Linked DNA regions of Anser cygnoides: regions 1, 2, 4 and 5 are each linked to region 3. A link is a contact called in public Hi-C data. All regions are on one chromosome and are shown on one strand. The core of a region is the stretch at or near the end of the contact, and the rest is flanking DNA. Distances in the headings are between cores, read along the strand shown.

What was found. A called contact is a pair of places that touch in the nucleus more often than the background predicts.
Region 1: a contact with region 3 is called in a Hi-C map of liver, with 2.5 times the contacts expected there. The contact joins two enhancer-like sites. A contact is called at or near these places in 2 of 7 Hi-C or Micro-C datasets (both in liver).
Region 2: a contact with region 3 is called in a Hi-C map of liver, with 6 times the contacts expected there. The contact joins two enhancer-like sites.
Region 4: a contact with region 3 is called in a Hi-C map of liver, with 14 times the contacts expected there. The contact joins two enhancer-like sites. A contact is called at or near these places in 2 of 7 Hi-C or Micro-C datasets (both in liver).
Region 5: a Hi-C map of liver shows a contact between it and region 3, with 7 times the contacts expected there. The contact joins two enhancer-like sites. A contact is called at or near these places in 2 of 7 Hi-C or Micro-C datasets (both in liver).

Annotation. Positions count from the first base shown.
Region 1 is chr16:8,586,732-8,589,431 of Taihu_goose_T2T_genome, forward strand. No RefSeq gene overlaps it. Among named protein-coding and RNA genes, the nearest start is that of PTPN1, 40 kb to the left of the region's middle. Within about 2 kb of position 1,345, at least 2 of the 3 cell types and tissues checked have open chromatin away from gene starts, as enhancers often do. A contact at or near this core is called in liver, where this site is marked.
Region 2 is chr16:8,556,961-8,559,660 of Taihu_goose_T2T_genome, forward strand. No RefSeq gene overlaps it. Among named protein-coding and RNA genes, the nearest start is that of PTPN1, 9.8 kb to the left of the region's middle. Within about 2 kb of position 1,316, at least 2 of the 3 cell types and tissues checked have open chromatin away from gene starts, as enhancers often do. A contact at or near this core is called in liver, where this site is marked.
Region 3 is chr16:8,791,187-8,793,886 of Taihu_goose_T2T_genome, forward strand. No RefSeq gene overlaps it. Among named protein-coding and RNA genes, the nearest start is that of SNAI1, 27 kb to the right of the region's middle. Within about 2 kb of position 1,380, at least 1 of the 3 cell types and tissues checked has open chromatin away from gene starts, as enhancers often do. A contact at or near this core is called in liver, where this site is marked.
Region 4 is chr16:8,934,089-8,936,788 of Taihu_goose_T2T_genome, forward strand. The region is part of intron 1 of B4GALT5 (beta-1,4-galactosyltransferase 5); the gene reads left to right. Among named protein-coding and RNA genes, the nearest start is that of B4GALT5, 14 kb to the left of the region's middle. Within about 2 kb of position 1,308, at least 2 of the 3 cell types and tissues checked have open chromatin away from gene starts, as enhancers often do. A contact at or near this core is called in liver, where this site is marked.
Region 5 is chr16:8,657,850-8,660,549 of Taihu_goose_T2T_genome, forward strand. No RefSeq gene overlaps it. Among named protein-coding and RNA genes, the nearest start is that of CEBPB, 53 kb to the right of the region's middle. Within about 2 kb of position 1,257, at least 1 of the 3 cell types and tissues checked has open chromatin away from gene starts, as enhancers often do. A contact at or near this core is called in liver, where this site is marked.

The DNA of each region.
Region 1 (2,700 bases), core at 95-2,594, 200 kb before region 3:
TTTAAGATGAGTGTGTTTGACTTAAGAAACAAATTTCCAAATTAACGAATTAATTTTAACAAATTAAAATAGTTTACAAATAATTTGGGGATGGAACCAAAAATGTCAAAGCAAGGGAAAACAAGATAAAACTGACTCTACATGGAAAGGCGAGCAACTTAAATGCATGCTATTCCTGTCAAATGGAAAGCTTTTAGCTATCCTTTGCCCTTCATGGATGGGTTTTTTGTTTGTTTGCTTTGTTCCTGTTGGTAGGTTGGCTAACTGACTTTGGAAAGTGTTTATTTCATTAGGCAAGACAGATTGAAATATGAGATATACAGATAAATTGGGCTGGCTTTTCAAGACTGCTTATATGTGTTTACAAATATTTCTGTTTACTTAATTTGTGAGAGCTAATACTGTCTTCCAGCTGTTTATCTGGCTGGGTTTTCAGAAACTGGGGTTAAGGATTCGTTATGGAAACCTGAGGAGTAAAACAACATGGTGCAAAAAGATCATTTAAAACTAATAGGGAAACCCTTCAAATTTGCGTTGTTACTGTTGTAAATCTTGAAGCTACATCTATTCAGAAGCCATATGTTTACGTGAGATAAAATCTGGAATGATCAATATCAGCACAGCAACCTTGTACTGGAGAGGGGCAGTGGAGGCTTGACTAGGAGCCAGCTTCCACCAAAAATAACAACAAACACATAGTTTTAGCTTATTAGTTTCAATCTAAATGTCCTTGATTAAGCGCTTAGTGAAGAAGGAGGTTTTAAACCTTATATAGATCTGAGTTCAAGTAAAACATCACTGGAACTTGTGACTATCTTGATCTGAGGCTTAGATTCAGATTCGCCTTATGTTTGGCTTCAGGCCAGTTGCAAAGGTCCTTAACATTAGTTTAATCAGGATAATCAGAGTAAGAGCTAAGTGAAATTTGTTTAAAAACCATGACACTTTCGATAATGATTTGAAAGCAAAACATTAATTTTTATTTAGTTTGGCAAATGAGATTTAGTAATTGGATTGACCACAGTAGAATGAAGTGCACTTCCTAGGCCACTGCTGAAGGGCCACGAAGGTTAGCAGGACGCCAGAGAACAGGGCCAAGACTTACAGCTTGTCCCTGGGGGCTGTCACCGATGGGGCAGTTGATGACAAAAGCTAAAAAACATTGAAGCTGATCTCTCTAATTCTCCAAATCCTGCAAAAATCTGACATTTGCATGGCGTTTTTTAGATCTTTAGATAAGATTTTCAGTGACATGGTCATGTGTATTTAGTGTAAATCATTAACACTTGAAAACGTGTGATATTGTTCTCTGTCAAAAGGAGGAAAACGGGAGGGAGAGGGGGTGTGTGCGAAGCAAAGAGAAACATCTGCCAGTGAATACTGTGGTGTAGGAATGGTAAATGATCAGGCACCTCAGCAGCTGGAATGAGCTTGGTTTTTTGCAACCTTTCTCAATATGATGGTAAACAGGAAAGCAGCCCCGTTTTAGCAGGGGACTAGATGATTTTTTGAACCTTCTTCTAATCTTGGCTTCCAGCGTTTCTGATTAACCTAGACCTTGCTGTGCGTGGCAGAGCTTTTCCACGTAGTCTGCGTGACAGCAGTGCCTGGCTGTGATTTTCCCAAACAACAGACACTGCACTTTCCGAGTGCTTCCTCGCTAGAAAGCAACCAGAATGCTCCAGCACAGCCAGGGGTTTACGAGTGTTTGTATGAACTCCTTGCTTCCATGCTAATCTCACTCCTGCTCTGTCTTCTCTGCCATGCAACTCTTCTCAACTGATAATTAAGGAAAAGGAACAAATCTGTTCTCCTGGAGTGTTTGCTGCTTTTCTTGTGTCCCTGTGGGATGAATACAGTTTTGCACATTCAGTGGAAGAGATTATTTGGAACAGCCAAAGGTACAAAGTTGGAAAGTACTGGATGCCTGAAAGTGGTGTTTGTGTCAGAGGTGCTTGCTTATGAAATACTCAGCTTGAGGCAGGAGTGCAGGAAACAGTAACCTTTTCGTTTTCACTGCAAACTACTGAAACAGCCCTATAGCACGATGTGATTATGTAAGTGCAATGCAATGAAATATTACAATGCCGAATAACGCAAATCATGTCACTGTCTTTGGATAGTTACATTGCTGCTGGGTACCATGGCTTAGGGGCAGAGCTGTCTACAGATGACCCCGAAGCTGCTTTCCCTGAGCTTCAGGGAGCCCTGGCACAGTGCGTTGGAGGCAGGCCCTTCCCTGATCTCTGTGGCCTGCTCTTCAGACCAGTGCAGAGGTTAATTATGGTTTTACAGCTCTTCTGAAAGCCTCAAAGCGACATTTTCATAGGAGAGGGAAGCACAAAGTACATCTTGCGGACACCCTCTTTTGCTGATCATCCCTCATGGTCCTACCAGGCAGGGAAATGTTGTATCGCTTGCTTGCCGCAGTTGGAGGGTCAACACACATGACAGTTTGGGGAATGGAATAATGTTGGTAGCCAGCATTCATAAGACTTCTGCTGATTAAAATCAGAACTACCATACAATGGATAATTGTCCACTGCTCTGCTGACTAGTAGCTACAGCGCTTGCTCCGTTGTCAAAAGGCTTTTTTTTTTTTAAAGTAAGGTCATGGGTAGAAATACTCAGTTCTGTACCCTTTTACTCATATAATGATGGCCTTGGTTGTCCTCGCTGGTAATTTACAATGTGGCCTTG
Region 2 (2,700 bases), core at 66-2,565, 230 kb before region 3:
GACAAGTGTTTAAGGAAGTGTCTGTAGTCATTCAAAGTTGTGGCTGCTCTTTGTACATATGCAAGGAGGCATTAACTTAAATTTGGTTTATTGGTACACCGTTGGTTTAATACTGAGACCATTATGTCACTGTTATCACTACAACCATGGCATGGCATTCAGTGCAAGCAGGCCAGCTGCAAATTTACCTAAGTTCGCCATGGCATTTTGCAGTCTGCTCCGATTTTATTCCTGCCAGTACACGCAGTCCGAAGCTATGAGAATTATATACATGAACTGCTGACTAGACTTGAAGCTGTATACCCAAAAGCCAAGTCTGTGGCAGCAATGTGGACCTAACCTCACCTCCTGTGCCACCTGTTGCTGGTTTCTGTGGCGTACCTCCCCCTCAATTGTGCCAGCCCAACTATTTATGCAGCTGCACTTGGAAATGGATCTGGGAACTCATCTACTTGAAAAAAGATCCTAGGTTTTCTTCTGGCTAAGTTTTAAGTCAGAGCAGGCCTCCAGTATAGGGAACCATGTGGCTACACAAAACATGTTTTCTAGAAAAACAGAGTGCAGTAATGCTGGGGCAGGAAGATTACAGGAGACAAATATCAACACCTCAAGCCACTATTGCCACTAAATTCTTCATCTTGAGACACCACAACTAAATCTATGATTTCAGTGATTCACAGAAAATTGTGATTTAAGTTAAGGTCATATTTTAAATGATTCTCTCTGGACCTACTTCCATATACCATCTCCTGATGGCCATGGATATAGTATAGGCCATGACAAGCATAGATAAACAATTAGGAGCACAGCTCAATGTGGAGCTGAATATTTATTACAAAAAAAAAAAAAGCCATAAACAAGATCACTGTAGCAGCAGAAAATGCCTTGTGTGGAAGGAGTGTTTGTAATTCTTTTTATCTAAGAAGAAAATGAGAGCTTCCAGTTTCCTATCAACCTCTATTGGAGGAAAGTAGTGATATGAAAATAAGAGTATGTCCATTTTAACAAGTATTGTGAAGCAAGGGTGGCTGTTTTTGTCCTGTCCTGTCCTCTAAAGACCAATTGTTTCTGGAGGCATATTTTACTTCTTTTATAGTATGTGATTTCTAGCATTCTTAATATATTTCCCATAAAGGAAAAGGAGCTCAGATCAGCTCCTTTTTTACTTAGTCCAAGAAAGACTCAATATAGCTGCTTTAAAAACCAACACCACATTTGGGATGGCAGTAGGTGGATTTACACATTGTATTCCCCCAGCACTGTAGATAAACAAGTATCTTTCAGCTGAAATATTTTTTCCAAGTCAGATGTAATAAAAATTCCAAACGTGGCCTAGTTCGATAAGCAGGCAAGCCAGAAAAATACTGCTGCAAGGGAAAGAAACCTCAGTGCATGGTTGGCCTTGGTCACTACCTGCCAGGAGAAAAGGGACCTATGAAACTTTCTTCTAACGTATTATCTGACTCTTATCTACACAAACACTTCAGAGTTCAGGAAGAGCAGCCAAAGTCAATTTTTGCTTAGTGTGTTTAAAACAAAAAATAAACAGAAGGGAGAAGTGCGTGTGCAGGAGGAGTTGTTGGGGTGGAGAATGGATGGGGTGGTGGGATTGGGGAGGGAATGTTTTAACCTGCATTGACTCTTCTGAAATCTCTTGGAAGTATACACGGTTTTTTGAAATGACAATGACATTGTGCAATGCATAATTGGGGCGGTGGAGAGCTGCTGGCTTGCGTCTAGGGGCCAGTGTTCTGTCTGACCTTAACAGGTAGGTGAGACAATGGTATAAATTAGAGAACAGCTTTGTCATTACTGTATGCCAGTTAACTCACTCCACAATGCCTGAAAAATGCCTTCTGAAATGCATAAAACACAAACGGAGTTTTCAGGGATTAGTGTGTTAATATTTTAAAATACTAGAATAATAAAATATTTGCTGATCCTGCAGTACTCCAGAGTGCCTGAAATCTTGTGGGCTCTCACAGTGTGCACTGTCCAGACACAACAAAATCCTTAGAATTTCAGGAACACTTTGTGAACTTACCTGCCTTGCCAGCTGAAAAGAGGCACCTTAATGTTACTTCTGTCTGGATCTGTCTGGTGATTGAGAGATTAGCTATTCTCTCTTCCCACCCTTAACTGAAACGATATTCTCAGACCACCTGTCAAGTCAGCTTAGCACTGTATTTAAATTGATATGGCAATATTTCATCTGTAAAATTCTCCTTCAGTTTACTAACACCTTATTTATTGAATGTAATGGCTTATAAAAACTACAGGGGCTAATGCTCTTGGAATAGCTTGCTGTTTGGTGGCCAATCAGCACTGTTTTTCAGAGTTGCTCTGATCCAAAGGAAGCTCCAAGAATGATTGTGCCTCAAGAGATGTATTTCCTTCCAATTCTGTAATATCGATGCAAAGTATAAATGGTTTGGCATCATCTTTTATGATGCAGCCTTGGCCCTTTTGTTATGTGCAATCTGCTCTGATATTAAGGAAAAAGGGCAAGTTGCAAGTCCCTTGTTTACTACTTCTTCTCGTTGTGTGAATTAAATAGGGTGATGTACAGAAATTCGTTTCCATGAACAGGATTTCATTAGATTGAGTGGGAATTCAAGAAGGAATTCTAATCTGATATTGTTGAAGGTTGCCCATGTTCTGCTTCTTCATGGATTGTATGAAAACTAGGGTTGGGGCAAA
Region 3 (2,700 bases), core at 130-2,629:
GGAGAAGCCCTGGCAGTGCTGCTGGGGGGGCTGGGGCCCCATATCCCACTGGGACCCCCAGCCCGTCTGCTCCTACCGTGGCCTGGAGCCCCGCAGCATCCCTCCGGGCCGCCTCTCGCCCGGCCGCTGCAAGCCCCGACGCTCATTTCTCTCTCCCCCCTTTTCTTCTCCCTCTCTTTCCCCCCTTCCCCCCGAAGCTCTTTGTCTCTCGGCTCCGCGGAGGAAACAGACCTTCTGAAAATAAACTCCCCCTGCTTTGATCTGGTTTATGGGCACGCACTGTTTATAGCTCCGTGCGTACGACTTGACACCTTCCCACCTGCGGCCCCAGCAACTGCTTCTTATCACAGCCACTTTGGATATTAAGGGGCCGGCGGGGAGGGTGCTGGGGAGGTCCCCACAGTCCCGTCCCCCCCCCCCGTGACACCGCATCAGGTGTGAGGGAGACGGGCCGGTGTCCCCCCCGTGTGCTAATTGCATCAGCCCGTGCTTATTGGGATGTTTATTTAGGCCAGCGGTGACGGGGGGGTGCCGAGAGGCCGGATCCGGCCGCTGCCCGCAGGAGTGAGCTCCTTCTGACCCGTGGCTCCGGCACAGCCCGGCCCTGACACCGCCGGTGGGGGGGGGACCAGGACCCAGCCCCTTCTCCTGGTCTCGCACGGAGGAGCTGCTGGGCGGCTCTGCTGCACGAGAGGCGGCCTCCGTGCTTTGCCTTTGGAAAGCTGAGACGTTTCATTTGTTTTCCAGCACACCAGGCACCGGCGGAGGGGAAGGCTGCGGTGCTGGGGGGCAGGAGGGATGCTGAGCCCCCTGGGGACGTGAGCCAGCTGCGAGCAGCGGGTTGTCCCCTTCACACCATGAGCCTGGCACGGCTCCGGCTCCAGCGGTGTCACCTCTGGGTGCCGGGCGCCGGCAGCCACGATCTCCCTGGGGGTTCTGGCACCTCCTTTCCCCCCGAGGACAGCCAAGCGATGCGCAAGGTTGTGCCAGGAGCAGCTGCTTGCTGTCCTGCACCACCCACGGGTGCCCACCCTCGGGTGCCAGCTTTCCCAGCACCAGAGGGTTTGTCCAGACTCAGTCCCATGCAGTTTTCCATGCCTGGACAGGGCCCAAGATGTCGCAATAAAGCGGGTCTGTTAATAAACAACACCGAGTCCACGCTGTGCTTACAGACATCTTTTACCCAGGCCTGCCCTCCAAGCCCCGCCAACCAGGCTTCCCTCCGGTGACACGAGAGCCACCGCTGTGTACCCAGAGCAGTCACACAGGCTGCCCCACGGGGCCCCCGCAGCCCCCCTGCCTCCCTCTGCCCCTGCTGAGGTGGCGCTGGGTGCCAGGTTTGGGTGCTGGCCCCAAAAACTCTGCCCCCAAGGCAGGGTGGGAAGGTGTGGCATTTCTATTCCCAACAGAAAGCCTTGAGTTAGAGCGGCCTCAGACGCGTCTTCTGTCACTTCTGAAACATTTCGTTTTCACTTTGATCACAAAAAATATTTTTAATTGCACTTAACCAGTTTACTTTTCATGGGAAAAAAATCATTTGGGATTGGAAAAATGGGACCTTTAACAAAGCTGCAGTGTTGGGGGCGTATTTTCAAAATTATCCCAAATCAGCCCTTTTCCCCAGCAGTGACTGCAGCTCATTGATAACTTCCACTCAAAGGCATTTCTTTAAAATATTCTGGCAGCAACACTCGCCTCATATCTCTCATCTCACGGAAGGAGACAGTAACACCTGAAATTCGGATTTAAAGCAGCACACACAGAAGTGGGGGGGCTCCAGCCACGAGCCCCTCCTGAGGCCAGGACTGAAGCGGGGTGAAGGAGGCAGGGGACGACCACCAGCCCCCGGGAGCCTCCGCACTGTGCTGGGGCTGTGCCACTGCAGGAAAGCTCTGGCACCTGCTTGAGGGGCTGGGGACAGGGCTGGGGACAGGGCTGGGGACAGGGCTGGGGACAGGGCTGCCCAGCCAAGCGGTGTCTTGAGCAAACGGGCGTGCTTCGGGGCTGAGCAGCGAGGGACTGCAGTGGTCTTGTGGGGCTTTCAGATGCTCTCGGCTGCAGCACGGCATCTCCGAGGCTGGAGGTGGGTGGGGAAAGACCCAGCGATGCGCCAGGGCTTGGCCAGGCAGTGAAGGGAGGCTCGCCCTGGGTGAGCCCCTCTTGAGCCTCCTGCTGGCATTGCCTGTCGCCCCCCCGAGCACATTGCTGTGTTTCAGCGGCGGTGGCAGAGGCAGCGCTGCCAGCAGCCGGGCTGCCACTGAGCAGGATCCACGTGGGGATAACCCTGGGAAACCTCCCGGGGATGGCCCGGCCCTGCCCCGCACCAGGTCTCGTGCAAGCGTTGCACCATGCTCGTCTCGCCCTTTGCTTCCCGCCCCGCCTGGACGCCACCCGAGCCACGGGGCAAGGTCCGCGGCCCCGGCGGTGCTCCCGGGGCACCCAGAGCCTTAACCACAGCGTCCCCAGGAGAGGCAGCCCCCCGGCAGGAGACACCTCGGCAGGAGGCACCCCTGCAGTGCTCCAGCCCCACGTCCTGACGGCTGTCCTTCGGCACTCTGTGTTCAGGGCGGCCCCGGAGAGGTGCCAGGAGCTCCGGGGACTCGCCCAGAGCTGCTCCTACAGGACGGGCTCTGGCACGATCCGAGCCGCTGGCACGTGTCGCCTCCCTGCGTTATTAATTTTATCAGGGCGAACTGCACT
Region 4 (2,700 bases), core at 58-2,557, 140 kb after region 3:
GGGGTGCCACAGCACTGCGGGTAGGTGCGTGCCTGGTGCGTGGCAGGGTCCCACGGGTCACCTTCCCGTGCCGTGCCGCAGGCTGAAGCCTTTGACCGCAGCACTGCTGGCAGTGCTGAGGAGCGGGAGCAGGATGTGAGCAGGGGCGTGCACCGCAGGCTGCCGTTTCTGACCCCAAATCCCAATGGGCTGCAGGATCTCTCCCTGCCTCCGCTCAGCACCGTGGCACTCATGGGGCTTGGCTTTGCAGGAGGCCCCAGCTCCCCGAGGGGTGACCCCCGTGCCACGGGGGCAGAGCACGGAGCCCGCACCGGCGCTGCCAGCCCTCGTGCAGCTGCCTCGGTTATAATCTGCTCCGGGCATCGAACGTGGGGATGTGCCCACCTGTTATAAATTAATTTCCCTGCTTGTCTGCCAAGTGCCTTTTCCGTACCCAGAGCTGCTTGTGCAATAGGCAGGATGATGCAGCAGGGTGTGCAGCTGGCCGCAGGGGCCGTGCCTGCCCGGGAGGGCTGCTCGCCCCTCCGAGTGCCGCCTGCCCTCCCCGGTGTGTTTGTCTTTTCCAGGGAAGCATCTGACTCCCGACTTGTTTGCCAAGCTTGCATTCTGGGCGCAGTCAGTCTGGAACTAATTTCTTTTTTTTTTTTTTTTTGCTGCTCTGTTTCTCATATCAGCTAACGAGCGTTCAGATCCCTGGGTAAACAGACAAGTCGCTCGCTGAAACGCCTGCTGCGTACAGCATCCTAAAGAAGCCTCTGTGGGGCGAGAGGCAGTTTGTGCCACCCCCAGCGTGCACCTTCGGGTGCGTGTACTTCCCCGGGGCTGCGGGGCAGGGGTGATGTGCGGAGCTGTAACCTGCTAGTCCCTGGTGACTGAGGACAGTCCCTGCCAATTTAGCAGCCACCAGGCGATGAGGAGCAGCCATGGGGCAGGGCAGCATCGCCGGGCTGCCCGGAGCTGACGTGCAGCCTGTGCCCTGGGCTGGATTTGTTTCCTGTTGGTGTAAAACAGCAACCCTGGCAGGTTGGGAGCCTGGCAGCTGTGAGCTCCCTGGCCCTTGCAGGCTGGGATTTTGCAGGTGGGTGATGTTCCCATTGCCTCCTTGCTAGATCCTGAACCGGGGCCCTCTTATCCCTCGCTGAGCTTACTCATTGCACAGCCTCGCTGCTGCTTATCTGGGATTAATGCGTAACTTAATTACAGAGCGTTACTCACAACCCGGGGAGCACGGTGCCTGTGGTGACGGGTGGGACAGAGCTGGATTGTGAAGCCAGGGCGCTTTATTCCCACCCTCACTGCGAGAAGGGCTGGGGCTTCCTTGGGACGCCGCCAGCGGGGCCGGGCAGCGTTGGTGCTGGCGAGCGCCTGCTGTTCCCAGGAGGGAGGCTCCAGCCAGCGTGGGAGAGCAGCAGCACGGCGCAGAGCTTCGGGCACCATCCGGGGGCAGCCCACGAGCAGGCTGCTTACCCTGGCACGTCCGGCAGGCGTCTGTCACGGGGCGAGGGCACGGAGGTTGTCCTTCATTCCCTCCTGCTCGGGACACCCCAAACCAGCTCTCTTTGCCCTGCTACCTGCTTCTCTGCTGACTCCCAGGAAGGCATCGCGCAGGCTGTGGTGTGACATCAGGTGTTCGATAAGTTAATAGAGAGCAGGATGAATGATCTGCAGTGAGGTCATTCTCTGGTAATGGAATCGGTTAATTTATTTACAGCAGCTGGATTAGCACTTTGCTTGCCAGGTGGAAGAAAACAATTTCAAACACGTTAGGTATTCCAAGGCTACATCGTCCACGATAAGCTAATAAGTGTCTTAGGACATCGGTGTTCTTACAAAATCACGGGGGTAGCGGACTGGATGCCGGAGCCTCAAAGTTGCATCCTCTTTCTGACAGCTTTTTTTGTCCTACAGAAGTGCAGCAGCTGTACTCACTGTGTTGGTGCTGTGGTCTTTAATTATCGCAGACAAGAACAACTCGGAAATCTCGCTGCGGAGGCCAAGCTGCTGCGTCTCCTGATGGTGCTGAACTGTGGAAGGAGCCTTCTTGACTGAGAGCTCTAACTGTTGCCTACTTAAATCTCGGATGGCAATAAGCCCACGTGATTCCAGAATCTGAGTCTAGGGAATTCTTTAGGAGTTGGGAGGACTGGCGGGCACACCGGGCTGATGTGTGGTGTGGGGGCGTGACAGTGCTCCTTCCCCGTGCGCTGAAACTGCTCTTCTCCTTTTATCTGGCCTTGACAAAGAAGCCACAAAGGGGATGTCTTGGGGTATTGCTGCAAATGGATCTTGTTAGCTGCAGCCTGCGCAGTGAGAATCACGCTTACTGCAGAGCCCCTCGTGCACTTCCCAGGCTGGAGCAGTTGCACGACCCTCTTTGCACTAGCGGGTACTGGCACTGCAGTTCGTGCTGCTTCAGGGTCTGGGCTTTTTCAGCCCCAGCATGGAGCCAAAACCCCCTCAGCCACATCAGAAATGAGCCTGGGGCTTCTCTGGGCGGGACGTTGCTGCGCTGAGGAAAGCGGCAGCGGAGCAGGGTACGGCGTGGCGCAGGATGAGCGCCTGGCCCCGCTCTGCACCTGCGGCAGGGCGCTCTGTGTGTGCGGGGAGCATCCCTCCGGCCCCTCTGGGGGCGCGCTGGCGGCAAGGAATGGCTCCCATGGGGCATGGGCATCACGGGCAAGCGAGGCAGGGAGCAAAGCT
Region 5 (2,700 bases), core at 7-2,506, 130 kb before region 3:
TATCCCAGCGTGCACAGCTGGCTACTACAAGTGTACGGGATTAGAATGAGAAGGCAACAGCATCAGTGCATCCCCATCCCCATCAGAGCTGCACGTAGAAAAGGGCAGCAGACCTTGCTAGGCATATCTGGCAACGCAGGGGACATGAAGGTGATGTCTCCCCACTGTCACAACACCGATGTGTGGCTGTGTGACACGGTCCCTTTAGGACAAGATTTATGTTAAGACAATTTCTCAGCTCTGCTCAGAAACGTGGAGCCAGCTTCTGCAGATGGGAGGGTATTTCACTTTTGTTACTATTTGAGGATCCATGGTATCCACGAGGCACCCTGCGTAAATGGCTATGCCTGCTTTCCCTCTGAGTGTAGATTTTTCCCTTGTGTAAGCAGAAGAGGTCAGATACCAGCTTCTGTAAGAAAACCCTGCCTAATCTTTCTTCCTGGCTACACTGTGATCCCAGTATGTTGACTTTCAGAACCAAATGCATGCTTACATTTTTGCCAGAGTTTCACCAGTGCAGACCAACTGTTTAAAACATACATTTGTCCAGGTACCTGCAGGGGAGGAGAAGGGACAGTGCAAAAACCAGAGGCTTTTCTGTTCACGTTGTTCATGCTTTGTGGTTTCTAATTTCCTTCCATGTGCTAAGACAATGGGAGGGTCCCTCTGGAGAAGCGTCTTACTCTTCTGCCATCAGCATCTAGGTTTGGGTGGGTGTCTTGCTTGCAGCCCCAAAGGGACACTGCCTGTGACCGGCCACTTCCCAGCTACAGAATTCAGGGAGTCCTGAACTTTGTACAGGGGAGGGAAAACTTATTCTCCAGCATCTTCTTCCCTGACAGACTCTGATTTCCCTCTCCCAACCAGCTGTAGGCTGAGTGATCTTTTGTGAAATACAGACTTCACGTGTAGCTTGGTTATTCGCTGTTCAAAATGACAATTTTTCTGAATGTTCCTCTATGACCTGGGGTGGGGAGAAAATAGCAACATATAGGCCAGCTTAACGAATGATTTAATATGAGTAACGGTGTTTTAAACTTACATACTTGATTTATACTTCATCCAAACAGAGGTAAATGCTTTATAAAAGGTGGTTTCATGGAAGGAGAAACTAAGGCACAGTTCTGCTGGATTATTTGTCCAGTGTCATTTGCTTCTGGGAATAGGAACCAGAGTTCAATCTCACATGAGAATTGGTAGATAACATTTACCCAAAGGAAATATATTCCTTTCTGGAATACTACTAAATTTTGAGATCTTAGGAAGAGGTAAAAGGATTTTTTAGGTTGGGCAAGAAAGTTCCTTCTAGCTCCTTCTTTTCATCCCTCTCCAGTTTGTAAAGTCTAGTTTAAGTGCAGCAAGAATATTAACTGGAACCTAACTCTGTCTTCCTTTTCCACCTTTCTTCTTCTTCTTCAAAATCCCTAGATTTGGCCTTACTTGCATGAACCAACGCTGTGCGCTTGAAGCATTTATCAGCTGCCCCAGCCTTCTTGGTTCTTGTTAGCTTTATTCTCAGCATGCTGATTTCTTGTAACTCGTCTCCCTGCACTTTCGTTTGCAGTACGTGGCTCAAACGCGGGGCCTTGTGGGAGCGGGCAGCCTGCGATCCCGGGAAGGGGGTGTAAGCTCAGCACCTCCTGAACAGCCCCCGCCTCCTTGCTGTGTCAGCCCATAAACTCTGTGGTTTCTTTGTTTCAGCCTGGCGAAATTCCACCACCCTGAAATCAGCTCAGCCCTGCGAGCTGGCAGATGACATGGATGGTCTAAGGTTGGCCTTAGCTTTTGCTTATTTATTTTGTTTGCTGATGGGTGAGCACTTTGTCCTCTTTGAAAAACTGACCAATTCAAAATCCAGCCACTCTCCAGTACCTGATTGCACCACGAGTCCTGGAAAGACCACTGACATTAACACGCATCTTGAAGGAATGTTTCCAGATGTAATTTTGAGCTGGACTGGTTTTTTACCATCTCTTGCAATTCAGGAGTGCGTACCAGTAAATATGACTCCAGAGACATCCTGACTGCGTCACCATGTTTGCACAGTACATAGCTTTCACAGTGCGTTTCTAGACGTGCTCGTCACCACTACTGCACTACAACTGTTAAATAATAATTGCAATCATAACTGCACCATCGAGTAAGCTACAGCTTGCATTGGTTTGGACAGTCTGATTTTGGTTTTTGGATGTTTTGGTGTTTTTTTTCTAAATTAAAATGGTTCTTCACCTTTCTATATGTAATATCCCTCCCCTTTAGCTGTCTTCCAGCCAAGACCTCTTCCCACTGTAGGCGAAGCCGACCAGCTGCTGGGATGACCGCACGCTGCTCTTGCTAAGGAGAGTGTACCCGTCTCTCCCTCTGAAAGCAGGACTTTTATCATACAAATGTATGGCACAAGATCCCATTTTAAATGCCAAATGAGATTCTGGGAATCCTCTCCATGGTCCCAGAATACTTTTAGAACTGTTTATCTAAGCTCTCTAGTGGTATGCCAAACCACCAGGTGTTCCTGTACGCCTGGGGCTCTGCTTGTTCTGGAAGGCTTCCTTGTTTTCTGTTTGTACAGTTATCATGGTCTGGATAGTGGGATCAGTGCACCTCTCCCAGTGCTGTACGCGTGTTCCCGTTGACTTAAGAGGATCTTTTCATGCTTCTCCAAGACCACCAGTGTTATGATTATTATGGTCCCATTTCAGG